2 separate regions of the Mus musculus genome follow, and region 1 is linked to region 2. A link is a contact called in public Hi-C data. All regions are on one chromosome and are shown on one strand. Each heading gives the region's core, a stretch centred on a gene start, on an enhancer-like site or on the middle of the called end of the contact. The rest is flanking DNA. Distances are from core to core; before and after follow the strand shown.

What was found. Hi-C and Micro-C count contacts between places; a contact is called where the count stands out from the background.
Region 1: a contact with region 2 is called in a Hi-C map of the N1E-115 cell line, with 4 times the contacts expected there. The contact joins the enhancer-like site here to the promoter of Scamp1 in region 2. A contact is called at or near these places in 4 of 39 promoter capture datasets (cranial neural crest, frontonasal cranial neural crest, pre-B cells and 1 more), 3 of 484 Hi-C or Micro-C datasets (the N1E-115 cell line, embryonic fibroblasts and nephron progenitors), 2 of 115 datasets of contacts at active chromatin or transcription factors (extraembryonic endoderm stem cells and pancreatic cancer cells) and 2 of 9 other capture datasets (adipose tissue and liver).

The regions. Positions count from the first base shown.
Region 1 is chr13:94,072,044-94,077,401 of GRCm38.p6, reverse strand. All of the region lies in intron 1 of Lhfpl2 (lipoma HMGIC fusion partner-like 2), which reads right to left. Among named protein-coding and RNA genes, the nearest start is that of Lhfpl2, 17 kb to the right of the region's middle. Within about 2 kb of position 3,856, at least 37 of the 459 cell types and tissues checked have an H3K27ac peak or open chromatin away from gene starts, as enhancers often do. A contact at or near this core is called in the N1E-115 cell line, adipose tissue and extraembryonic endoderm stem cells, where this site is marked.
Region 2 is chr13:94,281,725-94,286,831 of GRCm38.p6, reverse strand. Scamp1 (secretory carrier membrane protein 1) reads left to right here and starts at 1,551. Exons shown (of 9, transcript NM_029153.1): 1 at 1,551-1,612. The coding sequence starts at 1,556.

The sequences.
Region 1 (5,358 bases), core at 2,607-5,106, 210 kb after region 2:
AGAGGAGGGCCATCCTTCAGAATGCTCAGAGTAGACTAAGAGCCTGAGGGCAGACTCAGTGACTGGTCTCCCCAGTGACCTCCACGCATGTCTGCAGACAAGAAGCAACAGACGACAAAGGCCTCCACGGTCGGGCAGCTGGACTCAAAGATAACATCTGTTCTTAAGCCCTTTCCCGGGTATACCCAAGGGGCAGCGGTTATGCCTCCTTTTCCCACCTTCTACTTCTGTTGTGGGCTTCCTTCTGTCTCTCTTAAGCCACTGAGAACTGTAGATAAAAGATGCCTAAAGCTGGCCCAGTAAGAGCTTCCAGGCTTGGCGAATGTGCTCACTTCTCCTGGTTCGGAGGTCCAGGATTATCCCATGCACCCTGGCAATAACTAGAAGTATCCAGGCCAGGCCAGGCGACCTTTCCAGCCTTTCCACAGTACAGCTTCACATCTCCGCTCTGCCACCTGCTAGGTCCATTACTTACACAGCGACGTAGACTCACAGAATCTCTGCTAGCTCTGTAGAAAGGTTCCAGTCCCCGCTAGGGTGGAGGGGAGATTATTCATGATAATGAATGTCCTGTGCACAGCACAAAGCAGATGCCACGAATGGTCGCTGTTTTCAGTTTGCCTGCTTTCATCCCTCTGTATTAGTCTCAGATTCAAACATTTAAGTCAGCTCAAACTGGGCCACCCATCCCAGTCCGTATTCAGGGAAAGGGCAGCCAGGCCAGTGACATAAACAGGCTTTCAACCAGGCAGAGCTGTGATCCAAGCAGTTCACAATCTTGGGAAAGTTGTCCCACCAATGACTCAGATTTATAAGGTAGAAAATAGGTTGGGGTGGAGGCTGGCTAACATCTCCATCAAAGGACGCTGGGAAGACAGTGGGAAGCACTAAGTAACTTATCTTTTTTAAACACTCCAGTAGTTCACACTTCAGAGTACTTCCTCTCTTGGTCTCCAGAGAAAGCCCCAAAGTGCAGGGTCTTAGAAATCACGTTTAATTTGAGTGCCACTGTTGTCAGTGGATGGCAGGGCTTACCTCCATGTTTTATTACTTTTCTAAAACTTATCTTGTGTGTATGCATATGCATGTATGTGTGTTCTCCACACACATGTGACAGCCGGAGGATGGCTTAGAGCAATCCATCTGCTCTTCTCACCATGTGGGTTCTGAGGATTGAACTAGGAACCTCAGCCTTGGAGGCACATGGCTTTACCCTCTGAGCCATCTCACCTCCCTGCCTCTAAGTTTAAAAGGTTTCATTTACCTGCACAGCGCTGGCCTTGAACCTGCGGCAGCCATCCTCAACGCCCTGGAGGAAGCCTGACTGTGTCTGCTCTGCCTGAAAACCTGCAAACGGATTACAATAATCTTCAGGTGGTCTCTTAAGAAGCAGCCCTAGAAATAAATCTAGAGCCACTCCATCCACGTCCCCCAGCCTCCACTGGGTGTCAGGAAAGTGGGAAGATGCCACCCACACTAAGCATATGAGCGTTTGGGCAAAGCTTGCTCATTTTGAAGAAAGGGACCCTCTTCCAAGCTTCGTGTCTGAAACTGGAAAAGCAACTCTAAGGCAGACACGGAGATTCCTGGCAGTGTGTGGCATGCAAACGTGCCATCCATCACCACGGACATACAAAGTAATGCTACCAGTCTCCTTAGGAGTCATCAAATGCAAAGTGACATTGCTCTATATGAACGTAAGATTATAGAGTCCATGCTGACTCCACAAATACGGGCATCACTGTAGCTCATGCTGAGAAAAAGAAAAGTAAATAATGAGAAGATTTGAAACGGGGAGAGAACAAAAAACAGGCACCATTTAGGGTGATGTCTGGCCAAAAGGAAGCAAGCACTAAAACACCAGAGACATCCTTAGTATGGCCTTCACAGAAACCCATCAAGCAGAGTAAGCCTTCAAGTTACTGGGGAGGGGACCGAAGCAAGGAGACTTCACATAACCTCCCAGAGATCTCTCAGCTGATAAACATTACAGCAGTCTGGCTCCTAAGCCTGGGATTTCAGCTACTTGATCCCACCAACTTGTTTTATCTCAGCCAGTCACAGTTTATAAATCAAGATCAAGGCTGCCTCCAGCATATGTTGCAGAAACATTTTGTCATAACCTCCACTGCCAGTTTGCAGAGCATGAACCCTGCAGGGCCAATGTGTGTGTAGGGAGTCAGGGTTCCTGGACCCCTGTCTCTACAGGTCTGCAGAACAGTCCCCTTCTATATCCCAAAACCCTGGGGGGTGACACAGGAAGAGAGGAAAGACAGCCCCATCCCAACCACCAGAGCAAATAGAAAAGGAGAGCCAAAGAACATCAAGATATTTAAGGTTCCTAATTATGGGCCAAGGATATGCTGATCTCCTAATACATTGAAACGCCAGGTTCTGTCTACAGCAGTGTATAAACCAGGTGTGGTGGTGCAGCCCTGAAATCCCAGTACTTGAAAAGTAGAGGCAAGAAGATCAGAAATTCAGTCATCTTCAGCCATATAGAGAGTTCAAGGAACCTGGGCTTGACCTGGAAGGCAGGGAGGGAGGGAAGGAGGGAGGGAGGGAGGGAGGGAGGGAGGGAGGGAGGGAGGGAGAGAGGGAGGGAGAGAGGGAGGGATGGAGGGAGGGGAATAAGGGTTCTCTGGTTACAAGCCGAAGAAAAAGCAAAGATATAAGATTCCTTCGCTTTTCCTGCAGCAAACCCTGCATCACCAAATGGGTTATGAAACTAACACAACCCAGTTCTTTGGAAAGCCCTCAGGATCCAGCAACTCACAGAAAATTGTATTCTAAAAAAAACAGGTTCATATACAGTAGGAATCCATGGTTCTCAGCCTGGAAAGCTGGTGTGCTATCCTTCCCTCTCAAGGACTAACTCACGCAGCAATATCTGCAGACACCTCCCGTGGTCCTGCCTGCTGATGGAGTAGAGGCCAGGATACAGCTAAACATCCTGAAGGACATCCACAACAAAGAAAGACCCAATGCCAAATGTCAACAGAGTCAGCCCTGAAAAATCCCCACTTCAAGACACACACCGCTAAGCCAAGCAGGGCTACTCGGGTTTCTTCGTGATTTTTCCATTTTGAACTCTACACTCACAGACAGCGTTCTGAGTTAACTGCGATCTGCTTTGGCTTTACAGAAATACTTCACTTTAAAGAGATCTCCCATGAAAGACTGAAGTCCCCAGTTCCCATGGTAGAGCCATTCTTCCATGCAAGAACTCTAATTTAGGTGGCCATCATCAGTAATACTAAAAACAAACACACACACACACACACACATCTTTAAAGGCTGCTCCCATGGCCTGGCCCTTTGTCTCTTAAAACAATGAACGGAGATGCTTATACATGTAAGTGGGCAAACCCAGAGTTACAGATTAACAGCGACTTTCCCAAGCAGGCTCTCCCACCTGTCATCTCCCAGCAGGGGAACAATAGCAGCCACAACACAGACCTGGCCTCATCTGACCAAACAGTGCCCAGCCTTCTGCCACCTGTCCTTAAGAAGACACAGGTGCCAGCCTGTATAGCTATGTGATTACTATCTTCCCAACAGTATCCCTATCTGACACCCACTGCTCTGCAGCAGTCATACATGGGCTACGGCTTACACGTCAGAGGCTGTAAGGCTCCCAGACAGAAAACACCATTTATAAACTCTTACATTCACCTTCGGGGAATGCCGGAACCTCATTTTTATTGGGTCTCTTCCACCACAAATTTGTAAAGCTATTTCCTATTTCCAAACATTAATTGCTATTTTCCTCTTAAAACAAGGTTTCAGTGACACTGACACACAGCACATAAAACCACATTTCCCCGAGGGACATAAATTACATTACTAGGCTGGTACACGCTGCCATGAGCAGGCCAAGCCTGTAAACGACACGTGGTATGTTGGTTCTCCCAGGACAAATGTAAACACTTCTTATCCAGGTTTAGGGCTTCATTTCACCCTTTCCAACTTACATGTTAGACCAGGAAGTAAGCCCACAAACTCTGCTGATCACCCAGAAGGCAATTTTCCCAAGAAACACATACTCTCTAATAAATCGGACCACAGGGAAAATTTAATCTGTTAAGTGGCCACTAATCTTAATTCACAGGAACGTACACACTCCAGAAGTCTCTTGATCTCAAAGGCAGAGGAAGGCCTGGGGAACGCCAGTTTCCAGAGTCCCTGTCTGTTCTGGAGCCAGAATAAACACAGGAGTGGTAAGACACGGACTGCCCAGTGGCAGACACTGCCCAGCAAAGGACACTGCCCAGCAAAGGACACTGCCTAGGGGCAATCTCCACTCTGAGGAGGACAGGCAATTCAAGACAGTAGGTAAACACAGTATATCCTACATGCCTGAAAACAGCCCCAGCTGACATGCAACCTGAGGCCTGAGCAGAGAGGGAACAGTCAGGGAAACTTCCGGGAAGGTCTGACCACTCAAGGGTTCAACTTTAACCCATAAACCTTTTGCTTCACTGAATTCTCCTGGGGTCCCGTGGAGCGAACATGACTGGCTGTGCCTTCCAGATCATGGAGCTGAGCCCTCCTGCCTGAGGTCTGGGAAGGAAGAGAACGTGAGCCACACCAGGCCTCACTGGCTCGTGCTGTAAAAGTAGAGGTAGAGGCGGGCATGCAAACAGGTGTCACCTCTGCTTGGTTCCTGCCTCCTCTACAGAAGTCCTCTCTGGGCACCTTGGACTTGATGTGGGAGGTAATTAACTGACTGCTTTCTTTGTATAAGGACTCTGTTAAAAACCAATCTTTTAACATTCATTTTTTTTTTTCATGAATCCTGAGAACCCTGTCACACCTGCAGCATTTAATTATGTCGTTTGATATAAATCCCCATTCACTCTTTTGTGGTTACAGACCCCCAGAGAGCGTGGGGCAAGGGACAGGTTTGTGCTAAAAGCCCACACACAATAAGTAATTAAATAAAGAAAAAGTGCTGTCAGAGAATATGCTTTCCATCATACAGTGCCCTCCATTTAAGCTTGGAATAGTGTGTGAGGAATCTGGAAACACCCTTCTGGCTCTTGTTAACGCTTTAGGAACCCTGAGGAAAAGAATCAAATTTTCTCTCCACAAGTGAATGGATGGGTAAAAGGTTTCCCAAGTCAACTTTCTATTGACATACATGATTTCTCAAGTTGTTTCTAATTTGCTTCAAGACTTTTTGGAGATCAAGTAAGCATTTACATCCTCTTGGGAAACACTGGTGTTACTGTAACACAGCAGGAGTAGATCCCCTAGGCAACTATACCTCAGTGCCAAGGGCAGACCCCATACGGAGTCCAAGTCTACACCTCAGGCCATGAGGATGGGGGCACCACAAAAGCCAAATCACTTCCC
Region 2 (5,107 bases), core at 302-2,801:
GAGTCATCTGGGGGATCCTTGGAAGGATTGAGAGCCCAAACAATGGGAATCAGCTGGATAAGGTCAGGTTCAGGAGAGATGAGACAACCCACAGAACAAGGGGCAGGGTAGGTACCCTCGCTGTTTGCACACGTTCAGCCAATATTTACCTGGATTTAAAGACATGCGGGGCACGTTTTACGCAGTTTTTCATACTTATTCTTTAGCCTCTAACACTCAGAGAGGTTAGCACAGGAGCACAAAGTAACTTTTGTAGTTGAGCTTGGATTTCAACAGGTGCTGAACCCTGAGTCAGAACCAGGTACAGGCAGCTGCCGAGGATCTGGGAGCAGAGCCCCCAATCTTAGATTCTTTCCACCTTGTGGTGATCACTGTTGGATGCCTACTTCCTAATTAGTTGGCTGCCTTAGAAGCAGCTGCTTTGTCATCCCAACCTGGATTCTACCAGACTACAGCACGTTGTGCGTGGGTGGGTGGGTGCGCTTTCACATTGGGGAAAGTTATTATTGCCTAGGTGACTTTGCCTAGCGCAAGGCCCTCAAAAAGCTATGGATAATTAAATCTGGGTTTTTCCAGTTCTTAGGTCCCTGCCAAATAAAAATAATTCTGGGTTCACCCAAGTGCCCTTCTGTTAAAAGTGGAAGGAAGGATAGAGTTGAGAAAGCCATGTCCTCTCAACAAGTTCCGGGTGGTGCAATGACTGATATGTCATTTACTGTAGTTTTCAATAATCATTCCCGGCACTTGGAAGAAAAAAGGCAAATATTAGGAGGTGTGTATTCTGCATCCAAATGCCTGAAAATAAACGTCAACAATTTCTCTTCCATTATCAGTAACTTGAGGGTCTGGGTCGATAGACTCTGCCACCTACTCGGCCGTCCCACGTGCCCCCACCCCCCATTATTTATGAGTGGGGAGGGAGGATGGGAGACAGAGGCTGCCCCCCCCCCCTCCCCGCAGTGAATGTTGCCTTTTCTTGGAGCAACTCCGGATCCTCAGCGCGAAGCCGCTTTCCGTGACTTCGCAGTAACCTGGGATCGGAGGACCGGCTGGGTTTCCCAGGTTGGGGTGTGTCGGGCAGCGATGTTTTAAGTTGCTTTAGGGTTCCTATCCTCTCTGGGGTCTGGAATCTTTGGTGTCTGCGGCGGATGTTTTCGCACCTCAGCTACTCGCTCTCCAAGTCTTGTCTCCCCCACCTGCCACGTGGGACCTGCGCGCACCGTCCTCCCCTACACAGGCCACCACCCCTTCCCCAAGCCGCACTAGGTGGGTCCACGGCCCGGGGCTTGGAACCTGCCCTCCGCCTGCGCTCGCCCTTCGGTCGGAGGCAGAGCCCGGAGCGCAGATCCAGGCGGGAAGGGACGGCCGGATGGCTGGGCGCCGCGGGCCTCCGCCGCACCGGGCATGCTCAGTGGCACGGCCGGCTCGGTGGCCCGCGAGCTGCACCCGGATCTGTGCGGCGGCGGCGGCGACGTGAGCGCGCAGGGGGGCGGCGGCCTCGCCTCGTCTGTGTCTCGGCGCCGGGCTCGGGTGGGTGACGCGCAGTGCCGGGGCAATGTCGGATTTTGACAGCAACCCGTTTGCGGATCCGGATCTCAACAACCCGTTCAAGGTGAGCGCCCGGCCGCGGCCCTGGCCCGCGTTGGGCGTCGCGGTGGCCGTGGAGGCCCTGTCGGGAGGGTCTCGGGACGCAGCGTCACCACTGGCCGCGCCACCAGCCAGGAGGCTCGCACCGGGCCGCGGACCGGCCGGACCGGGAGCCGGGTCCGGAGCGGAGCGGGGCATGTGTGGCCGCCACTAGTCCGGTCGGCACGGCGGGCCGCGGGGCGGGGGCCGGGAGGCCGGGGCGCCCGGGCTGGGGTTGTCATGGGGACCTGGCACCGGCGCTGCGTGCCGGTGACGGCCAAGGTGTGCGGGAGAGAGGCGCGGATACACGGACGCTGCGATAAAAGGATAAAGGGGTGTTTTTTATTATCAAAACTCGGTTGCTCCCAGAGCCACCAGTGGCGCTGCCAGAGGCCCCCTTCCCCACCGGGCCCAGTTTAGGGGAACGGGCATCAAACAGAAGTTAAAAATAAATAAACATCTGGAAACAATAGTGCACACGGGCATCTCCCCACCTAGCTGCTGTTAGGGAGGTGGACCCTGGGCCATTTTCCAAGCTGGGAGTGCGTCACCGGGGATCCGAGCTGTTTGAGGATTCCGTTCCTCACGTGAGTGAGCTCTTTCCTTCATGGAGTGGACCTGATCGGATCCCAAGCCTCAGAAGGGCTTGGCATAGAAATAAATGCCTAGGCAGGCCATTTAAATGTTAGGCATCTGCTCTAAAATTTAATGCCGCGTCCGAGAACTTTGCCTTGAAAAGTACTTTGGTTTTCTTAAAGACTGTGAGGCATAGCAAGGCAATTTCTTCCAACTGTTGGCTTGGTTAGTTCTTTCTTAATTGCTCTGACTGTGTGCAGCTCAAACTTTAATTTGTAGTCTCAAAGGTGAAGTAGGAACTAATTTGTGGGCACCCAAGTGCTGCTTCTGGCCTGTTGGGTTTACCTCTTTTTAGTCCTTTTGTGGCTTACCTGCAATATTGAAGCAAAAGGCACCCCTGTTCTGATGGTTTTAACCTCATGTCTTCATGAAGGATTCTTTTAATGAAGTTATCCCCCTTATACCTGACAGCTGGACTCATTTTGCAAAACTACAGAGAAAGCTGTTATGGTTGAGTTGACTGTAACTTTCAACACCTGGTCCTCCCGATCTATTCATTTGCTTTTTTGTTTTGGTTTTCATTGTTGTTTTGAGACAGGGTCTCACTAGGTAGTGTACCTGGCTTTGGAACTTTCTTTCCTTCTACCTCAGCCTGCCAAACTCTGTAATTGCAGATAAAAGGCTCAGGTACACTTTAAAGGGCGGTCCATGCTCCCTCAACCCCCTGAAGTTTTTGTTTCATTTACTATTGGACTCACTTCCATGTAGTGAAAATTGGATTATTCTGATATTATGGATATCCAAAAGAAACATTTCATAATTTGTCAAGTGAGTGTCATTTAAAAATAATTAGAGATGAAACATTAAGAGCCCATTAGTCTCTCCTAACTTAGATAATTCAGTGATGCTGTTTTTAAGCATCTAACCACAAGGCTGTTGGTTTTATATCTGGACATCCAGTTCACAGTTCCTTTCATATTAGTCTCTTGTTAGGGCAAGATCCTAGCTTCTTATCACAAATTGATATTTTGTAATATGTGATCTTACCATGACACCTCCCGTTTCTGCTGGGCATAAGGTTGCTGTGATAATTCTAAACACATATAGGTTTTAAGTATTAATCATGGAAGAAAATGATTAACATTTTCTGTTTCTGTAAGGAGATGCATTCAGGACAGTGATTATCCAAGTCCATAGAATGTTCTAAAGTCTGGATAATTTGTGTCTAAGGAGGTTTGGCTGAGTATTTGTACCGTGGTTCTCCACTTGTAGTGACTGTCACACCACAGACAGTGTCCCTGGCTTTATCTTTGCATTTGTAACTAGTTACCCTTCTGTCTCTCAAAGGAACCTTTATATCTACAGGAGGTTGTTTTCCTTCTGCTTCATTTTGGGTAGAAGTGACTTTTGAAATACTATTTCTTTTTCATGCCCTTGTTTACAAAGTTCCCAGGACTCTTACTGTTACTTTCTGGTCGATTTTCTTTTTAAATCTTGGTGTTGACATTTTGTTATCCATGCTCCATAGTTCATTCCTCCTTGGTGTTGGTTTGTGTATTTGTTTTTTGAGACTCTTGTAACAAAAGCTGGCCTTGAACTCCTGATCATTGGATTAGCGGCCTTCGTCAGCACACCTCAGGCCTCTGGGATGTTGTTTTCACCCGGCACTGTTGTGTTAGGAAACTTTTGTAAGCATCTTTATTTGAGCCCTGAAAATCATTCAGAATTGAATCTCCTAAGATGATCTAAGGCTTACTTGATTTTATTGCTTTGCTGCCTTCAGTTCCTGTGTCTTCTTTGAGCACCTGTTTTACCCCAGTGACTGTGGTAGGCCCAGTGAATGGCTTTATGACATTTCAGGGTCTTTTATTATGCATGAGGAAGTTGAAAGAACTAAAAAATCTATGGTAATTCAAAACAATATTAAATTTTGTGAAATTTATTTAAAAAAAACAACATTGTTTTTGAATTGTTAAAATGTGACTTTAAAGCCAGAAAAGGGATGTGCATAGAAATGCATGCCTAATCCCAGCACTCCGGATGTGGAGGCAGGAGGATTACCAAGTTTGAAGCCAGCATGGTTAATGTAGTGAGTTGTAGGCCTGCCAGAGCTAACATGGAGAGACCCTGTCTCCCAAAGTAGAATAAAATAAAAGTTTTTTTTTTTTTTGCATACTCAATGTGTAGCTTGGGAACAGTTGCTATATGTGCCTTACTCGGTTCAGTTTCCACGTAACCAACAGATATTGGAGCAGCATTCCTAATTTGGTGGATACTAGTCTAATTCAGAGGTCAGGCATGTCTGCAGGGTGAAAGCAGAGGCTAATATAGAGACTTCTGTAGTTGAGCAAAAGTTAAATGAGTAAGGGTAGAGGGAAGGACGCTTTTTCAGAGGGCGACATTAATAAGGGGCAAAGATATCTTTAGGCTTTCTAATATGTTTTTCTGACTTAATGTAATTGAATTAGATAAATAATGGAAGTAACATTTAAGACACCAGGAGAATCAGAATTGAGAGCTTGGCTACATCATGAGATATATTTGGTTAGGTCTGTGGATAGCGAGATGGCTTCTGTGTTTGGTGTTAGACTGTATGGTGGTCAGGTACCTAGTCCATTGTTGGTAGTTCCTTATAAGGTTGTTTGTTTTTAAAAATGTCTTACTGTGTGTGTATGTGAGAGAGAGAGAGAGAGAGTGTGTGTGTGTGTGTGTGTGAGCAGACTGCCAGTGCTACAGTGTGCACGTGGAGGTCAGGGGACAGATTTGTGCAGTTTCCCCCTCCCACCTTTATGTGGACTCCTGGGGCTCAAACTCGGGTCCCCAGGTTTGTGCAGGAGTTGTTGGCTAGCTCTGCTCCTTACTCTTAATTAGGAGCTGAGACTTGAGGCTCTGTGGAGTGGGAGCA